Regions from separate parts of the Mus musculus genome. Here all the other regions are linked to region 1. A link is a contact called in public Hi-C data. All regions are on one chromosome and are shown on one strand. The core of a region is the stretch at or near the end of the contact, and the rest is flanking DNA. Distances in the headings are between cores, read along the strand shown. Region 1 holds the start of Mkks (McKusick-Kaufman syndrome). Region 2 holds the start of Dtd1 (D-tyrosyl-tRNA deacylase 1). Region 3 holds the start of Pet117 (PET117 homolog). Region 4 holds the start of Rrbp1 (ribosome binding protein 1).

The links. A called contact is a pair of places that touch in the nucleus more often than the background predicts.
Region 2: a Hi-C map of B cells shows a contact between it and region 1, with 5 read pairs. The contact joins the promoter of Dtd1 here to the promoter of Mkks in region 1. A contact is called at or near these places in 2 of 484 Hi-C or Micro-C datasets (B cells and CD4 T cells).
Region 3: a Hi-C map of regulatory T cells shows a contact between it and region 1, with 8 times the contacts expected there. The contact joins the promoter of Pet117 here to the promoter of Mkks in region 1. A contact is called at or near these places in 2 of 484 Hi-C or Micro-C datasets (CD4 T cells and regulatory T cells).
Region 4: a Hi-C map of CD4 T cells shows a contact between it and region 1, with 4 times the contacts expected there. The contact joins the promoter of Rrbp1 here to the promoter of Mkks in region 1. A contact is called at or near these places in 2 of 484 Hi-C or Micro-C datasets (CD4 T cells and regulatory T cells).

The regions. Positions count from the first base shown.
Region 1 is chr2:136,889,356-136,894,877 of GRCm38.p6, forward strand. It overlaps Mkks (McKusick-Kaufman syndrome), which reads right to left and starts at 2,051. Exons shown (of 6, transcript NM_021527.2): 1 at 1,688-2,051. It overlaps Slx4ip (SLX4 interacting protein), which reads left to right and starts at 2,813. Exons shown (of 8, transcript NM_028834.3): 1 at 2,813-3,006.
Region 2 is chr2:144,597,878-144,603,399 of GRCm38.p6, forward strand. It overlaps Dtd1 (D-tyrosyl-tRNA deacylase 1), which reads left to right and starts at 2,076. Exons shown (of 6, transcript NM_025314.3): 1 at 2,076-2,214. The coding sequence starts at 2,172.
Region 3 is chr2:144,366,554-144,372,075 of GRCm38.p6, forward strand. Pet117 (PET117 homolog) reads left to right here and starts at 2,430. Exons shown (of 2, transcript NM_001164813.1): 1 at 2,430-2,604. The coding sequence starts at 2,509. Kat14 (lysine acetyltransferase 14) reads left to right here and starts at 2,482. Exons shown (of 11, transcript NM_181417.3): 1 at 2,482-2,604.
Region 4 is chr2:144,008,208-144,013,729 of GRCm38.p6, forward strand. It overlaps Rrbp1 (ribosome binding protein 1), which reads right to left and starts at 3,056. Exons shown (of 24, transcript NM_024281.2): 1 at 2,792-3,056.

The DNA.
Region 1 (5,522 bases), core at 801-3,300:
ATCGCCTGGACTTCAAATCTCCCCTCAATCCTCTTTACACCTGTACTGTCTCAGCTAAGTCACTGGCAAGAGTACTAATGAGTTCCACATCAAGAACCTGCTGTGCAATACACGCTCCTGCCGCAGCCTGGACTCAGTGATAGATAGGTAAGGACTGGTACTCAGTGATAGATAGGTAAGGACTGGTACTGTGCTTTGATCACCGGAAAAGGGAGGATGTGTTTTTCCTTTGCCTTAAAAAAAAAAATGTTGTTGAGATTCCATGAGGCAGGGTCACATGTAACCTGTGCTGGCCTCCAATTCATTATGCTAGACAAGAAAATGAAAATAAAATATTCAGCTGGGCGTGGTGGCGCACGCCTTTAATCCCAGCACTTGGGAGGCAGAGGCAGGCAGATTTCTGAGTTTGAGGCCAGCCTGGTCTACAGAGTGAGTTCCAGGACAGCCAGAGCTACACAGAGAAACCCTCTCTCTAAAAAACAAAGAAACAAAAAAATTAAATTAAATAATAAAATAAAATTTCAGATTCTCAAGAAACAGGTTTTGTGGTTTTGTGTGTGTGTGTGTGTGTGTGTGAAAGTGTGGAAGCCAGGTAAGCAATGAAGGAAATAAGAAAACTTTTACAGCACAGAAAAGCTGCAAAGACAGAATGGATGGCACTTATGTTTGTCTGAGGACAGTTAATAAAGAGTTGGCAAGTGATCAGATGTGTGAACTTCTGGATACCTAATCTACATATACAGAGGTGTTAGGCAATACCAGAAATTTTGAGCAAACATGACAATCAACTTTAACTTCTATTACAAATTAGTTATCTTCAGAAAATTAATTAGAAACCAGTAAATAACAATAACGAAAAACCTCCAGACCACCTCACATCCAAACTATACATAGTTGCTTATTTGGGGTAATCTCTCCATGGCAGGTTGTGCATGTTTGATATCAACAGACACTAACCAGACTCTGTGTCCACTGAGGTGCCTGGGTCATGTTCAGAGAATAAGGGGAAAAAGCAAGAAATGATGAGAGATATGTAAATCTCAGAAACTGGCTAACAACCCGAGAGTAAAACTCCAGAATGACAACTGTCTTTTTGCTTGCCTTGAGTAGTTTAGGCTGTTCATTTCCCCCAACGTGTCAACTTATTGCTTTCTCAAGATGCCAGCAACTGTAAATAACGTGCATTTTAAAGGTATTTCCAGTTCCTGTGGCATTATGGGTCTGTCATTTCAGTTACAATTCTTGTGCATGTGAGTTTGAGGAAGCTCTATTCAAACTCTACCTGATATTGGTCACTCCTCCTCACCCACACTGATCCATCATCAGATAGTCACATCCTGAAGCTACTTTGTTTTTATTGTTGTTGTTTTGTTTAGTTTGTTTGTTTTCCGAGACAGGGTTTCTCTGTGTAGCTCTGACTGTCCTGGAACTCACTGTGTAGACCAGGCTGGCCTCCAACTCAGAAATCCGCCTGCCTCTGCCTCCCAAGTGCTGGGATTAAAGGCGTGCACCACCACCGCCCCGCTCTGAAGCTACTTTGAAAGCTGTCCTTGGGCCAATCCGGTAGCCAGGTGCCTCTGTATCCCCGCCCCCAAATACCCTTGTCCCAACCACTCGCGACCTTTCCGTGCGGGGACGCGGTGAGGCCGCAGGCTGGCTTCTCCACCAGCGGCCTGGCCCCTCTCACCTGCCCACCAGCAGCTGCACCTCTAGGTCAGGCCACCTTCACCACCAGAAACCAGAAATCGCGCTTGCACAGCAACCAACCACGCAGCGGAGCGCCACCACCTTTGCCCTGCGCGGCAAGAAGGCGCATGCGCAACTCTATGCTCACGCGCACCACCCCTCCTTCCCCCGCCCCTCTTCCGGGGTTTGCGTGAAGCTCCCGCAAAGGAAAGCTGCGGCCGTCACCGGAAATCTTACGGGCAGACGTGTATTCTGTCTGTGCGCGCTACCAAAATTGAAAGGTCACATCACATCACATCACAGCACCAAGAAGGTGGCAGAGCGTGCGGCTCTCTGCTCTCTCGAAAGGTATTTGTAGAACGAATGAAGCTGTTACCAGTCCTAGGTGGCGTTTCCTCTGTTCTGACCAATCACAAGGCGCCTTGCCCTGTCACTCAGTTGTCAATTCCCACCTCTCTCAGGACGCCCTAAGCTGTAGAAACTGGCTCCGCCCTGCCGGTCCGAGTGACGTCAGAGAGCGAACATGCGCAGACAGAGCCTGTCGCCATGCAGGAAACTTCCGCCCAGTCTAGGAGCGGGGTTGGCAGAAGTCGGGAGTCTTCAATTCAGTGCCGGATCCGGTTGGTTAATTTCCTTGGCTTTGCCTTTCTTTTTTTTTTCTTCAGAGATAAGTCTTTTATTCTTTTGAACCACCCGAAGCATTATGAAATTATGTTTAAACATATTTTATTTCGCTTTTCTCTGGCACCGTGAAAGGCACCTTTATTTTTCAACGTATCTTTTAATCTTCCTCATTAAAAATATTTTCTACTCTTGCCCTATAGTTTTGTGATACGAAAAACACGGCTTTTGTTGTTGTTGTCCATCAGTACATATCGTTGACGTACAGTGATACATTATCTGCCAATTGTATTTGTGGCTTTTCCAACCTCTTAAAAAAAAAAAAAAAATCCGCTTTGGCCGCCATTTTTATTTTGGTCTCCATAAAGCGTTGATATCATCGACAGAAGCCATTTTTCGTTTGGGCAGTTCTTTCCGGCTATCCCATTACCTTAGCCAGGGCTTCGGGCGCCATCGTAGGTGCTGGCAGTGGCTTCCAACCGAATGAAGTCGATAATGCCATCTTGTGTTTGGGCGCTGGTTGCATTCTCTAACGTGCGAGGGGACGCTGGGAAACGGGAAGTAAGCCAAAGCTGCTGAAGCTTGGTCTGCCGCCTTTTTAGTCTGAGTTTTCCCGTTCAGGTACTATACTAGTCCACCAGTGACCCCGGACAGTAACAAAGCATTACAGCCCGAACCCACCTCCCGCCACCATCGTAGGTAAGAGCGTGTGATACTTCGTTCGGATAACCCAGCTCTTCCCTCAGTTGGACCGAACTGTTTGGCCATCTTATACCAATACGTATTTTTGTTTTGGATTTTGGGACTTAACACAATTTTTCTCTTAGGTATTCCTTCTCTTTCCATTAGAATTGTTAAACACCACTGTTCAGGAAGACTGAGATTTAAAGGGACAATAACGTTGAGGGAATTTCCGTAGAATAACAAAGCAAAATGGATGGAACAGCAAATTTGATCATTAATTGTATGGCTTTCTGCATCTATAGAGGTGAATATAGCTCCCAGAGGACTTTAAAATGTGATCAGCTGTGTTTGTATATTCTTCCCATTCATTCATTCATTCATTGAATTTGTTGAATACTTAGCTAGTTTTGTGCTATAAAATATAGAAGTAAACTTCAAAACAAAACAAAACGAAACCTCCTTTTCATCCACTTGCTTTGATATATCCAAAGCTGGGACCAGGAACATAATGTTCTAATGTTTTTTTTTTTAGCACTGCTGGACAAGCAACTTCATGTTCTCACTTCTCGTATTTCTTGGATACTGTATATAGCCATAATTGTAAGGCTAATAGTCCAGGTAGCATGGCCTTGTTGCTCAGTGTAATCATCGACCAGCCATCCCAGCATCTTCTGGGAGCATGTTTCTTGGAATGAGTAGAAGCTGCACTTGGGCACAGTATAATAGTGACTTGGAAACTTTGGACTGTGGCTTACCTTAGCTTTTTGTAGCACCAGGCTTTCTTCTGTGTCTTCTTGTATGAGAAAAGAAAATCAGTAGTTCTCAACCTTGGCTGCCCATGACAGTCACCTGGGAAGCTTCTAAACCAGACTTCAGACCAGTTGCAGATAGAAATGGAGACTATGTGGAATATAGATGACACTAAGGTATTTGAGACATGGTTTTCATGCTGTTAGGCGTAAGATTGGTTTTCACCTTCCCTCTTGGCTTTACTTAAAATACCATGGAGACAGGGAGGAGTATTAGGTTGGGTGGGTGTTGAACCAATGTCCCAGTGACTGGTTACCTTGTCAACCAGCTTCCCAGTAATTGTTACTTTGCCATATATGTCTTTTCCTTAGTCTAAGTGGGAAAGAAGAATGAACACCATTTGTTTTACTGAGTCTCACATGAATGTTTCCATTGTGGATATTCATGTTTTATGAGTATGTAGGAAAACATTATTACACTGAAATATTGCTTGTTTGCAATTTTTACAGTGCTACTAAGGGTAGTGATGTAGTGTGGATGGGTAAAAAAATCAGTTCTGAAACGTCTTCCCTGACTGTACATCCTACTTCCTTCACCCCAGCTCCATCTCTGAGATCTAAAAGACAGTTACCCACCCTTGTGCTTGAGTTTCCTAACTTGTAAGGTAGGACTCCTGTGAGAGTTAGCTAAGTTAATACAAGCAATGTGCTTCCTAAGTACCTGGCATGGGCTGGAGAGCTGGCCCAGAGTCAAGAGCTGTGTGCTGTTCTAGACAACCTGAGTTTAGTTCCCAGCACCTATGTCAGGCAGTTCACGATTGCCTGTAACTCCAGCTTCTTGGGAACTCAGAGGTGTCTGATGTCTGCGGGTGCCTACACTCACATGTGCAAAGGTGCACACAGTCACACCCCCATGCACATAAATTAAAAAAATTCTTTTAAGAAGTACCTGGCATATACTAGCAGCTATGAAAATATTACCTGTAGCTGTATATTTTATTATATTATAATTACAAGTTTGGATTATTAAGATTTTATTTATACATTCCCATGACTGAAATTCTTTGGCTTTCCACTTTGTGCATCAATTTGAAAAACAAGGTGGTCTAAATACATTACCCAAGGCCAGGAAGATGATTTTTAAATACATTTTTTAAATCAAAAGATCTTCTTTTAAACATAGCCTTATTGAGATGAAGTTGTAGTACAAATAACAGCATTTCTTTAAAATGTACCAGGTGATGTGTTTTACATATATAAACACTGGTGAATCATCATCACAGTCAAATAATGAACATACCTATCACGCTCCAAAGTTTGATCATGTTCCTTGGTAATTCCTCTAGCTACTTTTTTCTAGGCAGCTGCTGACCTATCAGTATAAACAAGCATTTTCTAGATTCTTATTTCAATTGGAATCTCGTACTATGGTTTTTAATTTGAGAGGGAGTATGAGTAATTATTTTGAGAACCATCTTTGTTATATTGATAGCTCATTTCTTTCTTTCTTTTTTTTTTTCTTCCTAGTTAGTTTTTTTTTTTTTTTTCTTTTGTGGTGCTGCAAATTGAAGTCAGGGCTTAGTGCTTGTTAGGCAAGTGCTTTATCACAGAGCTACAGCCACAGACTCTTCAGCCTGTTTGAATCGCTAACTGCTCTCAGTGTGTGGCTATACAGTCATTGTTACAACTCACTAACTGATAACCATTGAGATTTTTGTTTTCAGTGTGCTCATTTTTGCATAACTATGTTCTTCTCCAGATTATTTCAATAGAAAAAAGTTA
Region 2 (5,522 bases), core at 826-3,325, 7.7 Mb after region 1:
AGGTCATTAAAGGCAGCAAGTGCCTTTTCTTTTTCTTTTTTAAAAAAAGATTTATTTATTTATTATATGTGAGCACACTTCAGCAGTCTTCAGACACACCAGAAGAGGGCGTTGGATCCCATTACAAATGGTTGTGAGCTACCATGTGGTTGCTGGGAATTGAACTCAGGACCTCTGGAAGAGCAGCCAGTGCTCTTAACTACTGAGCCATCACTCCAGCCCCCAGGGAGTGCCTTTACCCATTGAGCCAGACTTTTTTCCCTGGATGTGAAAAACTGACTACTTGATAGAATGTTCCTGATTTAGGTTTTTTAAACAATTAGATGCAGAGTCTCCTGCAGTGCAGTTTGCATTTCGATTGTACAGTTCCACCCTTGAACTGATGCTCCTGCCTCTCTACCTCCTGAGCGCTGGGATTCCAGGTAAGTGTTGCCATCCCTGGCTTATATGATGCTAAGGGCTGAACCTAGGGCTTCCTACATGGTAGCTAAGTACTATGTTCCACTGAGCTACACTTCTAGCCCCAGGTTAAGTTTTGTTGTTGCAGAATTACCACTGTATCCTTCAATATCAGGAAGCATGTGACTGACACCCATTGATCTTGCTGCTGCTGCTGCTGGTGGTATCCTTGACAATTTAACTCATGCAATTTTGCATTCACTATTTAATATTTAAGCATAATATAAAAGGCTCCCAGTCCTTAGCACAACTGACTCCATAAAACTCAGTATGTAGATAGTACCACTTGCCAGAGTGAAAAGGAAGACCGAATCTATCAAATGCACTAAGCTTGCCTTTTGACTTCTGTAATTGCTTTAGCCTAACTGTGCTTATTAACTGAAGTATGTCAACCGAGGAATTTTTTTTTTTTTTTTGCTTAAATGCTCACTCTAAAAGAATCTGAGCTTTAATGAGATCCTGAACACCCAGTGTAGTTGCCAGTTGGCTAATAAAGACTTTCTACTGGCTTAACCCCGGTCTGAGTAGTCTTATCTGATGGATACCCCACAATAATACACATTTCTAGGCCTTTTTTGTTTTTGTTTTTGTTTTTTTGGGGGGGTGAGGGGGAAAGCAACATCTCACTCTGTATTTCATGCTGGCCTTGAACTTCAGCGTGATCCTCATACTGCAGCCTCCAGAATGCTTGGATCACAGATGTTCAACCACCATTCCTTAGAGTATTTCGGGCCAAATAACAGTTCTATCAAATTGCTTTCTAACAAATGCTTTTCTGAATCTGCTAATCCTGGAAGAGGCGTTCAAAGCAAAGACACTCTGAAATGGGTGAACTTTTTCTGATACTCCTATTTCGTTTTTAAGGGAAAGTCTCATTACATTGCCCACATTGGTGGTCTTGAACTCATGGACTTAAAACACTTTCCCGCTTCATCTCAAGTAGCTGGGACTATCTCCCCCCCCCCCCATTCTTCTTTTTCTTTGTTTAATTATAAACACATGGACTACCACTGGACTATGAAGATGTTATTTTTTAGTGATGAAAACTTAGTACAGTAATAGCTATACAGTTCTTTGCAGCCATCTAAGCATCTTTACAGCCCATCCAAATTTCCTAACAACCCTATGATAGGGCTAAGTATTAGATTTGTATTAGGAAGGAATTAGAATTCTAGACTGATAGACCTATTAACTATTGTGTCTAAGGTAAATCAATAGTTATGTAGTTAAATGGCTATGTTAGCAGCAGGTCCTTTTGTTTTTAGCAACAGGATTGCTGCTGAGGCTACAGAACAAGTGAAGATTTTGGAAAATCTGTGACCGGAGGATTGGAAAAGAGGGAGAAAAGCAGGAAAAAAACTTAAGGGTAAAACTGAAAGAGAAAGAAACTGGAGCAGAAATTAATGAGTGTCTGGACATAGTGGAGACTAGGCTGGCAGTTTGGGACTATAGTGCTTAAGAAGGAGTTCAGGGGTGGATAGGGCGGCGCCTACCACAAATGGACTAGGTTATGCATAGGTGACAGGTGAGGGTGATTGACATGGGCGGGGCCAATTGGATAGGTGTGGCCGACGTGGGCGGGACGCAGCTCTGTGGAATGGGTCCTCACGGAGCTCTTCCGGTGTTGCCGGTAGAGGGCGCCGGTCGAGGAGCCACCGGCGGAGTCGCAAGGTCTGACCACACAGCAAATTCCAGTCGCTACAGCCGCCGCCATGAAGGCCGTGGTGCAGCGCGTCACTCGGGCTAGCGTCACAGGTCAGTCGGGCGGGCCGGGGAGAGAGCAGCCTCTGACCCCCGCGACCCGCTGTTCCGTGTGAGGGTTCCCCGCAGCCCCGAGTTACCGGGCAGCCTCTGGGCAGCGCCGTGGCCGAGAAGATCCGGCACGTGCCTGGCCGCTCATGGGTTCAGGCTCCGTGCTTTCGTTGCTACATAAACCCTCATCTCCGTCGTCATCACCATTATAATCATCATCATTATCTTTGTGAGTGTGTGTGTGTGTTCCTCACAGACAAGGTGCCAGAACCTGTGAGCATCCCCAGGGCCCGTTGTTGAATGCACTGTTGCACAAACAACACATAGGGGAGATTTCCGGAGCGGAATCGCTCGTTTATCCACCGCTCTGTCTGAGATGTAGCATTTTAACAACCCCCTTTTGCATATCTTTTCTTTTTAAAATAGAACTTGGCTCATGATAAAATGGACAGACGGAGGAATTGCTAATTGTTTGAGCTCTGGCAGCTTTGAGCAAATATCTGCTGGCATCCTCACTGGGTGCAGAACATCCCTTGCTTGCACCTGGATGTCGGTCTCTGAACCTTCAGCCATGGGTCAGAACCACAGAATTCAAGATGACGTGCTTCTCTTTCCCATTAATTAATATAGACCCAGATGCTCAGCCATTAGCCATCAGTTGAATGTGGGAGGCTAGTTGAAATATTCAGGATCCAGCTACTGTAGTTATTTGAAAAGTGTTAAAAAAATAGAAACGACTGGTGCCATTCTTTTAGTCTTTTAAGTTAAAGAAATAAATACATTTATTTATTTGGTGTGTGTGTTTCTGTGTGTAACAGGCCAGAGAACAATTTAGATGTGCCACCACCATGTGGGTCCTTGGGATTCAACTCATGGAATTAGGCTTGGCAGCAAGTCTACCCATCACTCATTTAGCTAGCTTGCTTTCTCTCTTTCTTTCTTTCTTTCTTTCTTTCTTTCTTTCCTTTTCGAGACAGGGTTTCTCTGTTTAGCCTTGTCTGGCCAGGAACTCACTCCGTAGACTAGGCTGGCCTTGAACTCACAGATCCACCTGCCTCTGCCTCCCAAGTGCTGGGATTAAAGGTGTCTACCACCATTGCCCAGCTGTGTTTATAGAGGCAGAAGTACATTTTCAGGTCAGATGCCAAGGCCTGTAGTCACAGCCACTTTGGAGGCTGGGGAAGGAGCTGTGTTGAGCCCAGGAATTGGACAACAGAAAGCAGATTGGACAACAAAAGAGTCTCTAAGATTCCCCCTCCTCACCAAAGCTTCAGATCAAGCAATACAGATATCTTTTTCTTTAAACCATTTTATACTAAATACATGGTTTTGAGTTTAAAGCTAGACCCAAGACTCCTCCCCAACCAAGTAGCCAAACCACATATTTAGACTCGAGAGTCCACCTTCTAATCCTGCTTAATGAGTTGCAAGCTGTTCTGTTAACTTTGGTTTTGGAAATCATCCTGGACTAATAAGGAGCAGAATAGGAGAGGAGTTTATGGGACTCTAATAACATTTCAGTAAATATTGAGCACATGAAAACTGGAAAAATTCACTGATGAAAGATGGTTTTGCTCTTTGGGGGGGAGAAGCTGTCTACTTGATGTGGTTATCACCAACAGATTTAAATTTTGAGCTTTGGCTCCTTAAGCCCCCAATCCCGCTGATCTGGACTTTGGAAAATGTACCTTTGCTTGTAGGTGGTGGCCTATTCCTATCATCCCAGCACCCTGGGTTGAGTCCAGCATGGGCCACCTACCTGGTGAGTTGAAGTGCAGACTGAAGCTACCTAGTGAAACCCTCTCCTACCAAACCAAGCCTGGCATGTGTGAGGCCCTGGGCTGGCACTTGCACAAAGTGTCTAACACTCTTGGGATTTCCCTAGGGAGCCCTTTGATCATACTCGAGCGTAAGCTAATGAGAAATTTCAGGATAAGAGTGAGGGAGTGACCTGAATGACAGTCACTTGCTGAGAGTGGATGGGCCATTGCCTGTAGTTTCCAGGTATGTTCCAGGATATGTTTGAGTAGTAATGGGTCATTCTCAAGAAGTTGTGAAGGGGAACAACTTATTTCCACCATTTGAAGCAATTATGAAGGGCCTGTATGGTGACTTAGCCAGTTACAAGCGTTTGCCACCAAGCCTGAGGACCTGAAGAGAGAACTAACTCCTACAAGTTGTCCTCTGACCTCCACATGCATGCACACATCCATGTCACATGAGTAGATGAATCAACATAAAAATCCAGTCAACTGTAATAATGTAAATAAATGACCCTAATTAATGGAATGGCAAATAATGTAAATGAGACCCCAGGTGTACCTGCAGTCTATGCTTGTGGGGTCCTAGGCTGCTAAAGAGGTTGCTAGGTACATTGCTCAGAGAAGAGTGCAAAGTCCAAACCAAGTGGAGTCCTAGTTAGCTAAATGTTCCCTATGCTTGCTTGCCTCATTACTTTGATACTTGTGTGCTGAAGATAATAGTAGGAAATATTAAAAGCCATTCTTTTCTACAAGCCATGATGTTTCTGAGCATAAAGAGCATAAAACTTGGTGTGTAGTATAAAAACATTACAATTGAACATGGGAGAGTATCAAGTCTGTGTAGAGTCGTTTCGGGCAGTGTTTGTTGATGTCGTGTGGCATGTGTGCATGTTTTGTGTTCAGAACAAAGGCTGCATTGAAGTGGCTTCATGAAGCAGCATGAATGAGTACTGCCAGTGTACCTCGGACACAGTTTGTGTTTGGTTTTGCCTTAAGTTTTGGTGTCTGTGTACTCAGAAACCTTTTCTTTTTGCCAGTTTTCTTTTTCCATGTGACCCTTGCCTTTTGTCATGTGGATCCATATATAATTACAATTGGAAGCTGAGGAAGCTGGGGCTTGGTATGTGCTCCCTTTTAGGAATATTTGCAGATATTAGTGCACAGCAGAAGCAACACACACACACACACACACACACACACGCACGCACGCACACACACACACACACACACACACACACACGCACGCACACAGTGGCAGAGTCCATTCTAGTGCTCAGCAGAAGCCACCCCCACCCTCACCCCCATCCCTGCGCACAATGGCAGAGTTTATTGTTCTATTCCTCCTGGAACATTAGGTCAGTACAAAATGAAATAAAAAAAGAAAAACAACAACAGTAATATAGTGAGACTGGGCAAAAGGAGGAAATTATCAAGGTTGCCACTTAAAATATGAGTTTAATTTCACCGACATAATGATGAATTTAGTCTAAATACTGTGCCAGAATTTTGAGATACTGGCTGAAAGTAGTAGGAAGTACATTTGACTAT
Region 3 (5,522 bases), core at 1,180-3,679, 7.5 Mb after region 1:
CAGATGGGTATAGAATGGAGTTGGGTAATTTTCCACAGGATTCTTCATCAAGCAGATCAAATCCTAGTTAAACCAAAGTGGCCTCAGCAAGAGTACAAGATGGAGGAGCCTCTTCTTGTCCTGTCACAAGCCTTCCTAGCACTTCAGGTGTAACTTAAATGTAAGAGTTAACTGAACATGGTAAATAATATGTGGTCATCAGTGATGCTTTCTCTGAAAGACCTTGGCATAAAAGAGGGAAAAATAAGACTTACTTAGTAGACGTTTCCAATTGCCCAGTAAACTATTTTCTTTAATTACAGTGCCCACTCCTAAAAATACACCCAAACTAGATGTTCTAGCAACTATTTTAAAGTAAATAAATAAGTTGCTTTTCAGGATCTGATGGCACACAGTCATTCAGCTACTAAGGTAAGTAATAATAATTATAAAAAACATCTTGCTTTGGTTTGTAATCATTGGCCTACACTTTAGACACAACACTTACAGCTGCCTCCTCCTCCTCCTCCTCTTGAGACATTGTTTCTGTGTGTAGTCCTGGCCATCCTGGAACTAGCTCTGTAGACGAGGCTGGCCTCGAACTCAGAGTTCTGCCTACCTCTGCTTCCCCAGGGCTGGGATTAAAGGTGTATACCACAACTGCCTAGCATAAGAGATTTTTAAAAACAAAATACATTTAAAGAAGACAAATTGGAAAATTAATCACAATAGAATGCATGGTCATTTATACTTCTGGTGTCATTCCAAGGCCATTCATAGCTGTTACACTCGCTGATTTACTGGATGAAAAGTCTGGGGTTATCATAAATAAAAAGTATTGTGGCATGATTTTTCCTTAGGGAAATATGCAAAAATAACTTGAATCTCTTCTCATTCTAAAAGTCACTGGTCCCAAACTCTATTTTCACATTCAAAGATATAACCTGGGCTGGTGAGATGGTTCAACAGGTAAGAGCACTGACTGCTCTTCCAAAGGTCCTATGTTCAAATCCCAGAAACCACATGGTGGCTCACAACCACACGAAATGAGATCTGATATCCTTTTCTGGTGTGTATAATAATAAATAAATCTTTGTGCTGGCGCAAGCAGAGGTCCTAAATTCAATTTCCAACAACCACATGAAGGTTCACAACCATCTGTACAGCTACAGTGTATTCATATACATAAAATAAATCTTTAAAAATAAATAAACCTAGATTCTTTAAAAAATAAATTAAAGTCGGGCGTGGTGTCGCATGCCTTTAATCCCAGCACTCAGGAGGCAGAGGCAGGCGGATTTCTGAGTTTGAGGCCAGCCTGGTCTACAAAGTGAGTTCCAGGACAGTCAGGGCTACACAGAGAAGCCCTGTCAAAACAAACAAACAAAGAAACAAACAAAAAACACCAAAAAAATTAATTAAAAAAAAAAAACCAAAGATATAACCAATGCAGTATGCTAACTGTTCATAATAGTATTTTCTTCATGCCGTTTGGGTTCACTTAACAGAGAACGAAAGAGCAAAGCATACTGAGACGAAGTGAATGTTGGGGAAACACTGGGAATACCTAATCAAGGCCTGAATGAGCCTTATCATTGTTGTCTATCGGTTTTCAGCAGCAGCTTTGAATGTGTACTTTCCTGGGTAAGAGTGATTTACTGATATGCCATTCTTCATTGGCATCACAAATACTTAAAAGTTCTGGGAAGCCAAGTCTCTTTTTTAATTTAAGGGGTAAGTGCAAATGACACCATCCTTAGCCTCTTGTGAACTACTCTGACACAAGGATCTTACAAGCATTCCTGAAAGGCTCCAAGGGCATCAACGACATTTTTTTTTTCTTTTGGTTTTTTGAGACAGGGTTTCTCTGTATAGCCCTGGTTGTCCTGGAACTCACTTTGTAGACCAGGCAGGACTCGAACTCAGAAATCCGCCTGCCTCTGCCTCGGGAGTGGTGGGATTAAAGGCGTGAGCCACCACGCCGGGCAACGCCATTTCTTAAGATTACAGGAGCTAAACATGTCCGGATCCTTGCCTGACCCAGTGCATTTCCCAACAGAAGTTTAGTAGGCAACAAGGTGTAGCCGAGGCTGAGGCAGGATTGCGAGTTTGAAGCTAGTTTGAGCTGCACAGCAATACCTTGTCAAAAAACCAACCACCCAGCTTTTAGACTCTAAGAAAATTTAGGGTCTGATCAGTCGCCCCATAGCGACCAGATGTCCTCCGTACATACTCCACTGGCACTCCCAACCCCACCCTCGCGACTCCAAAGCAGCCCAGCACTGCGACTTCCTGGTGAAGGCGGTCCCCAAATAGGAAAGCCAGGGCCCCAGGCAGCCACTCCCAAGAAGCAGCGAAGCGGGCCAGGGGTTACGCTCGGCGCTCGATTGCTAGAGCCTGGCGACGATAGCACTTGCAACGGCTCTGCGCTCGAGAGGTCGAGCCTGGCCCGTTGCGGCTGCGGCGGCGGCGGCGGCTGTGGCGGCGGCGGGGGCGGGCGCGGGAGCGAGTCCGCGGCCGGGAGCGGGAATGTCGAGGAGTTCGAAGGCAGTGCTGGGCCTCTCGGTGCTGCTGACGGCGGCCACGGTGGCCGGCGTGCATCTGAAGCAGCGGCAGGACCGGCAGGTCGGTGTCACGTGACCGCGTCTTCCGGGGCGCCGAGCCCGCAGCTGTCCCTGCGCGCGTGGCGGGCCGGGCGGGCTGCAAGGGCGCGTTCAGGACGCCGACTTCTCTCCCCCAGCCACGAGGCGGGAGACTGGGGCGGAAGCCTCGGGGCAGGGGTGTAGTCCAGAGTTAGAGAGTTGCTAGGGTGAGCTCGAGGCCCTGGGGGCAGCACAGCCCACAAAGCCTTACCCAGGAATTGTTAAATCCGGAGATAAAGCAGCTCACACCCAGCACACCCCCCAGTGCCTTTGGCTAAAGAAACTTGAGATTTTTGCAACTTGCATTAACAAAACATTTTGCTACTGGACTTAGGTTCTGGAAAGGATAAAAGGTAGCGAGCGCCCTTCACGTTTTCTTTTAATGGCTTTCTTTCGGAGAATAACTGGCTTATTAATCAGCGACTAACCGACTCTTCCTCATTCCAGTTTGCAACGCTGGCTAGTGCGCTGAGCACACTGAGAACACATAGTTAATTATAACCTCTCGAGATTGTTCTTTTTATAATGGTGCCACACTGTGCTGGCCAGTACTTGGTATTTGCCCTTTCAAGCAATACCTTTACAGTTATTTGGTTTGAATCGGATTTGCCATGGGCAGAAGTTACTGAAAGCCTCAAGAGTCACCAGACCATCGACCTTTGTATTCACAAACTAGGAATTGCAATGAAACTAGGCTTGCAAATTCAGAACCATTTTGAGGAGCAGGGTCGATGTGCAGTGATGGAGAAGCACACAAGGAATTAAAGATTTGGGATTAAAATATGGTTCCCCAGGGATATCTTCTGGAGTAGAAGCAAGAAACTTCCTTCTTGGGAGGAAAAGGAAAAGATGGTGGTTCTAATTAAACTTGGAAGACAGGGTGTCTGTGTCCTCCTGATGTGTTTTGGAGACAGCGTTTGCTATCAGTTTTGTTTCAAACTCTGTTCCCCTGAGAAGTTTTTACAGTATGAGCAGACCAATTAAATCAGATCTCTGGAGCATGGAGACTCAGCTGTGTTCCAAAAGGCACGCCAAAGGCTTTAATGAAACGGTTGAGAATCACAGTTAGAGAATGGAAGTGTGCAAAGATCTAGTTATTTCTTGGAAGTTAGTGACCAAGACATACTGACCAAAATAAGCTGTCCAGTAGCTATTCATTAGCGACTTACTGTAACATCGAGGAAGGTAGATGTCTTGAAAACTTCAAGGTGGCAGTAAAGGAAATAATGGCTTGTTTTCTGTCTACCCACACCAGACACAGTGTTTTTCACTTTACAGACATTGTCTTTAACTCTCAAAGGAACTTAGTAGACATCAATTACAGATGGTTCCTAACTTAAAGATGGTTAACTTGGTTTTATGTATGTGTTTGGGTGTTTTTTTTTTAAAGATTTATTTATTTATTATATGTAAGTACACTGTAGCTGTCTTCAGACACTCCAGAAGAGGGTGTCAGATCTTGTTACAGATGGTTGTGAGCCACCATGTGGTTGCTGGGATTTGAACTCAGGACCTTCGGAAGAGCAGTTAGTGCTTTTAACCACTGAGCCATCTCTCCAGCCCCGGTTAACTTGGTTTTTAGGAAAGCAGTATCGTTTGTATTTAGTGAAACTTTCTTTGAATATTGAATTTTGGTATTTTCCCAGGCTCAGGATCAATGGTAGGATTCTTTCAAAATGCCAGGCAGCAAAACAAACCTCAGACCCCAGGGAGCCCCGGAATGCTGATGTTCAGTGGTATCATGTCAGAACACCTTTATTATTTTCAGTTTATCATGAGGTTTTCCAGGTATGGTCCTATGGTAAGTTGAGGAGTGTTAATGATTCTACAGGAATCAAGGCTCCAGATGCTAGAGTTAGGTTAGTAAAGAGCTGTGTTAGTTAGGGTTTCCTATTGCTATGACAAAGCACCATGACTAAATGCACCTTGGGGTGGAAAGGGGTCAACTTCCAGCTCCATATCACAGTTCATCAATGAAAGCAATTGAGGTGATAATCTGGAAGTAGGAACTGAAGCAGAGGCTGTGAAAGAGCTGCTCACTGGCGGCTTATGTTAAGACAAAGTCTTTCTGTGTTGTCTTGGCTGGCTCAGAGCTCAGAGAGATCTGCCTGCTACTACCTCCTAAATTCTAGAACTAATGTACCACCATGCTGGACCTGAGCCCTCACTCTTACATTTCCCAACTCCACTGGTGTAGCAAATGTAGCTGTAGGCCTGGGAGAGGCTCAGTAAGAACTAGGTGAGTATTTATTTATTTATCTATTTATTTATTTATTTTGAGTAGACTTTATTGTAAAAACACAAACCCCTTGCAAATAAATAAAAACATCACACATCAAAATTAATGAGACTCAAAGTCTGTACAACTCAGTGAACTGCACAGTAAACGTTCACATGTGCTTTATTTATTTTTATTGTTTTATATTTAAGAGGGTTTGCATGCATGTGCGAGCACTCATGCATATCTGGTGCCTGTGGAGGTTAGACAAGGTCATCACATCCCTTTGGTCCAGAGTTACAGCCACTTGTGAGCCTCTGTGGAAACTGAAGTTATGTCATGCAAGAATGAGCACTTCTCTCCTGAGCCCTACCTCCAGCCCTTCTGTATGGTTAGGAGAGGTAGGTGTTCATTCAGAACGGAAGCTCTGGAGCTCCACTTTCAGTACTGAATTCGCTTTTATACACTTACCCACCACCAACCCCAAAAAACCCATGACAGATTTAGACCCAGAAAAACAATCAGCTTATATTCCCTTTCATAGTTTGTATCCATTCTCGTCCAGTCCTTCCTCATCTCCTTATATATAGCTTTTCTTGTTCTCTTTTCTTCATGATATGCTGTACCCACATGCACCTTCATTTCTGTATTTACAAATAACATTGCTTAGATTCTGCATATGA
Region 4 (5,522 bases), core at 1,806-4,305, 7.1 Mb after region 1:
ATCTGATTCTAAATTGCAAGTCTTTTAAACTTAAGTTGGGTTCAGAGTCTCTTATACCATGAGATGGTGGTCTCTCTAATCTGTGCGAACCATGGAAACCTGGGACTTCAAACTCCTAGGAGCCCCAACCTTGGCTTCCTCTGGGAGCCAGACAGTCCATGTTTAGACTGCTCATTGGAGAACTCAGGGGCCTTCCCCATTGTAGGCTTGCAATTTATACAGGGATAACAAAATGGGTGTTCTCCTTCTAGAAGCAAGATTTGAACAAGGAAAATCATAAGGACTGTGGTTCTACCCCTTTGTCATAAGTCTATTAGTTATAGCTTCTGGGGATAAAAGAACGAGTAAGAATCTGGGCTCCTATGCTTTTAAAAGGTATCCCTGCTACACAATAATCCAATATTCCAATTAAATCATTTGCATGCAACCGTTTAAACTGAGTTTGGTGCTATATAATTATTGTAGCATGTAGAGTTAAGGCTCATTTCAGCAAAGAGCATAATTGCTCGAATGTGACTCGATTCAGGATTTATTTAAAACTCCCCATCAAGCCGGGTGTTTAGGTGTACACCTGTAATCCTAGTACTTGGGAGGTAGAGGCAAGAGAGCCAGGCGTTCAAGGTCAGCCTAGACGACCCAATGGCAGGCAGGACAACCTAAGACTCTGTCCTAAAACACTGCAGAAAGAAAGGAAAAAAGGAGGGCAGGATGGGAGGAGGGGAAAGAGAGAGAATGAAGAAAATGTTTCCCATCAACATAAAATATCCATACATTATAATACCGCTCTAACTACTTAGAACAGGTAAACAGAGCTCAAGTCCTAAATATGGAAGCGGAAAGTTCTGTTGTAGCTTATGCCACAGCTTCACACAAACCTCCAGCTCTCCTCTTCTGGCCCTCAGCCCCCAAGCGTGGGATTCTGTAGGCCTCAACTAGTCCAGAAGCCAGACAATCCAGGCTTGCCCCAGCATCTGTGCTGACCTCTTAGTAGCTCTTCTCCTGTACTAAACAGAAGGGAAGTGGCATCTCCAGGCCCTCAGAACAGGAAGCTGCTTCTAAAGAGAAACAAGTTGGCAGACCATAGTGGGCTGACCTTACAAAGTTCATTAACACATTTCTATGACAACCCCCAGCAAATCCCAGAAATTTCTCTAGGTTTAGGAAGTTAAGATAAACAATAACAGAAAAAAAAAATGTAAGGAAGTGGTGTGGATGGTGAGAGAATACTTAAGTGAAGGGCTGTGTCCAATGTGCAATTCTTCAGCCTACAATGTGAGTCTTTACACAAAATTCAACCCAGGACCCCAACCCCCACCATTAGGCTTTAAGCAAATGAACTGCTAGCTTAGCAAACAGAGATGTGGGAGGCTCTAGGGATCCATCCAAGTTTCATTTCCTTGGTGTTTCCCAGTCCTGACCTCTGACCTGAGGACTGATTGCCAAATTGCCCTCGGTTTTGCACAAGATCTCACACTTCCTGCTCAGTTCCCCTGACCTCAGTGGTGAGTGGGTGGTACTATCTTCAGGCAAGAGATAAAGAAACCCCAGGTTCAGAGGTTAGGAGACATGACCCTCCGGTGTTCATGGGGCTGGAATCCAGGTGTGCGACTTCTGCAGTGGTTGGCAGTGCAAGCCAGGCTCCACCTTGTTCCCTTGTCTCTCACGTCCCTAAACACACATCCCACAAGAACAGTCAATACCAGTTGGCTACTCCCTACACGTGCTGGGTCTCCACTGCTGTCTCTCAGATGGGGAAATGGGAAACCTCTGAGAGAAAGCATTTGGTTAGCAACTGTCGACGAAGCGTGACACCTACGGGAAAGAGTCTCTGAAGCATCCTGCACAGCCTGCAGTAAGCCCGGGTCAACCGGCCTCCCTTCCCCGGGCACTGCCGGGGAGCCTGGCGGGCCGGGACAGACGGCGGGCCCAGTGCCAGGGCGCTTGGCCCGCCGGGCCGGAGGTGCCGACTTCCGCCCAGGCCTAGCACCACGGGTCCACTAATCATGGGCGCGGGAAAGAGACGCCAGGCAGGACCCCGGGTGGCCCCAACCCTGGCCAGGTCCCGCACCCTCGTGCCGGTTCCGCGAGGACCCGCCGTGAAACGGTGCTGCGGCCCTGCCGCCAGGGGGAGCAGGGAGCCTCATCCCGTACTCCGGGAAGTTGCTACGGCCAGTCCCGGACGGCACCCGCGGCGAGCCCTGTGGCCCCCGCCCGCCCCGTCGGGGCTGCCGACGTGTCCTGTGGCCACAGCCCGCAGCCCGGGGCTCTGGGCCCCCGCGTCGCCAATCCAGTCTCAGCCCTCGTCCCAGGCCGGCCCACCGCCTTCCGCCCCCCCAACCCCCTCCGGCCCGGACTCCGGCCCGGCAACGTCATCCGGTGGCTTCCCGAAACTTAACCCCTTCCTCCGCCAGCTGTGCGCCGCCCCGCCCCGCCGCCAACTTTCTTAGCCCAACTTCGGAGCGCGCGGGCCGGCCCGACGGCCCGGCCGAGAGGGAGGGGTCGCCACGTCGTGCCGCGGGGCCGCCGCAGCTCCTGGCCTGCCGGCCGGGGGAATCCACCCCGAGGGGCGCGCTCGGCCGACGCCCCTGCACGGGCTCGGCCTGGCACACGCAGCTCCGTCCCACTCGAGGGGCCGCGGCTACCGCCAGGGCGGGCGTGCGGGCCGGCGCCGCCGGGGGAGGGGCCGCCGAGGAGACGTGTCACTCGCGGCGCGACCGGCCCGGCGCCCCGACGGCCCAGCCCGCGCGCCTCCACCGCCGCCGCCGCTGCAGGGCCCGGCCAAGTTTCTTACCTGCAGCGGGAGACGCGAGAGGGAGAGCGAGAGGGCAAGAGCAGCCGCCGCCGCCGCCGCGGAACCGCAAGAGGGGAGCCGGCCGAGCCTCCACCGAGAAGCCGCCCCTGAGCAGCTGCACACACTGCGACCCTGGCGCCGTCCGCCCCGTCCGCCGTCCGCTCCGGCCGCTCGCTGGCTGCGTGCGCGTGTGTGGAGTCGTGGCACTTTCTGCCTCGGAGCTGGCGAACGGCCCCCTCCGCCGGGATCGCCGCCTCCTGCCTTCCCCACCCGGACCAGCCATTCATCGAGCTGCCTCTTCCTATTGGTTCACTAGCCGCCACTCTGCCGGCCTCTGACCAATCAGACCGCGGACGGCCGCGCCGCGGTGGCGACCATTGGCCAAAAAGGAGGGTCTACGTCTCAGCCAATGAGAGAGAGGAGGAGCTGCGGGGAGCCGCGGGGGGCGGGGCCGAAGAGGGGCGGAGCCGCGCAGCGCAACTCTCAGCTCTGCGCGGGGGCGGGTCTCTAACTCCCCGCCCACCTAGGGAGGTCCTCTGCCGGTCCCGCCCACTCCAGGCCTCCGCTCTCCACGCCACCGCTTATTCGGATTTGGCTCCGCCTAGGCCGATAGACTGCGGTTCGAATCCCCTTGGCCGCAGGCTGCTCTTTTCCTCCACACTGCCGGGCTGAGGTGGCCGTGAATGTTACCCTCAGGAGGACTGCACAAACCGTGAACAACTGGGAAAATGCCTTATTTAAACCCAAATAACGTCACACAAAGCACCAGCCTCTGGGTCTAAAGAAGAGTTCTGCAAGGGTCAGAGCAGGGAGGATGGGGCCTTATCTATCCGTAAAGGCACTGCATTCTGCATTCCATATTTTACTGAATAAGTGGGAGAATTGAGGTGGAAGACCTGGAAAGAACAAAAGAAATAGAGGTGGAAATTTTGATAAGAAAAGCCACTCCCTAAACAGAATAATATACTGTCCTTGTACAAATCACACAGCAGAGTTACATCCATCCTGTGACACTTGATTTCAGATGTTGGGACCATGAGGTTTTGGCCCAAGAAAATATGATAGCAACCCAGGAAATTGATCTAGTGATACTCCAAATATTAGCCAGCTACCCCTTTATAAAAACAAAAAAACAACAACCAACACCTACTTAGAAGAGGGGTGCATATGCCACCATGCACCAACTCTCTGCTTGATTCTCTCCTTCCATGGCTGTTTCTAGGGATCAAAACTCAGTCAGATTGCATAGAAAGTACTTAAAAGTAGTTTCCCTGTGCCATCTCATCAACACAAAAGCCTCTCTTCAAAACCAAGTTCAATTGAAATAACTTAACTTTAAGTGCTTTTCTTTTCTTTTTTTTTTTTTTTTTTTTTGAGTCAAGGTCTCACTATGTGGCTGTCCCACAACTTGCTTTGTATAACAGGCTGGCCTAGAACTCAAAGTCACAGAGTTCCTCCTGCCTCTGTTTTCTGAGTACTGGCATTAAAGGCATGAAACACCATGCCAGCTTAAGTTTAGGTTATAACCATTTTAACTGCAGCTCTTAAAATTATTCCTTTGAGCCTGAGGCAAGATCAGCCTCTTTGAAATGAAGTTTGGTCTCTCTCCTCTGTCCCCCACCCCCCTTTCGAGTCCACACAGAATTTGATATCAGGCATATCTCTCTCTCTATTGCTCGAGCAGGGTCTGTCTATGATCCTGGAGCCCACTCCTTTAACTCAGCTGCCTGACCAGTGAGTGACGGTCTCCATCTTCACAGTGCTGGATTGTAGGTGGCACCTGGAGTGTTCACATTCATGTTGGGATTTGAACTCAGGGCCTTCATAGCAGGTACTTTACCCACTGAGCCACCTCCCCAGCCTCTAAGATTTAGTGTTCTAAAAGGCCAAAGGACTACACCTGCCCCAGCCTCTGTGGCTGCAGAGTTCCTGCCTCAGTTCCTCTGTGAGCACCCCTTTGGCCATTGCTACTTGACAGCTGTTGGTCTATAGTAAAACTGCAAGGAGAGAATACAGAGGGGTTAGGCTGAAACTAAACTATTTATTTCTGGTTTGAATCTCAGTGTCTTAGGGAATTAATGATTAATCAGCAGGAATCACTATAGATCACCTTTCCACACTCAGTCATTTTCCAGAGCTGAGATTCACTTGAAATAAAATTAAGGATCCCAGCTTCTGGTCAGCAGTTGCTAGCAGCCAGTCTGGCTGGATCATGGTGGGGCATTTACCTCCCTGGGCATAAATGGACTGTAAGACAGTTACTCTCTCTTGTGGGGATAAGTAAGAACATTTATTCATCCATTCAGTCGTGTTTGTTAGTGTCCAGGGAAGACTGCAGGCTGAGCATGCAGCCTAAAGTGATACCCAAATCCACCAAGGGCCCAAAGACTTCTCTGTGGCAGGGTTGTTCTTCATCTTGGTTCACTATTTGTCTTTAATTTTTCCCAGAAGCCGATCCTGGCAGGAGGAATTGGTTCAGATGCGGTAGTCCTTCACTCTCTGACAGAGATTAGTTCCAGGACCATCTATAGCAGGTTGCGGTGTCTGGGGATGGGCAAGTCTCATATAAAATGATTTGCATAGAGCCTCTGCACTTCCTCCCATATGCTTCAAATCCTCTCTAGATGATATACACTGCCTTTAATGCAATGTGATGCTATATAAATAGTTGTGACACTGTATTGTTTAGAGAACCATGACAGGGGAGAAAGCCCTGCACATGCCCAATACA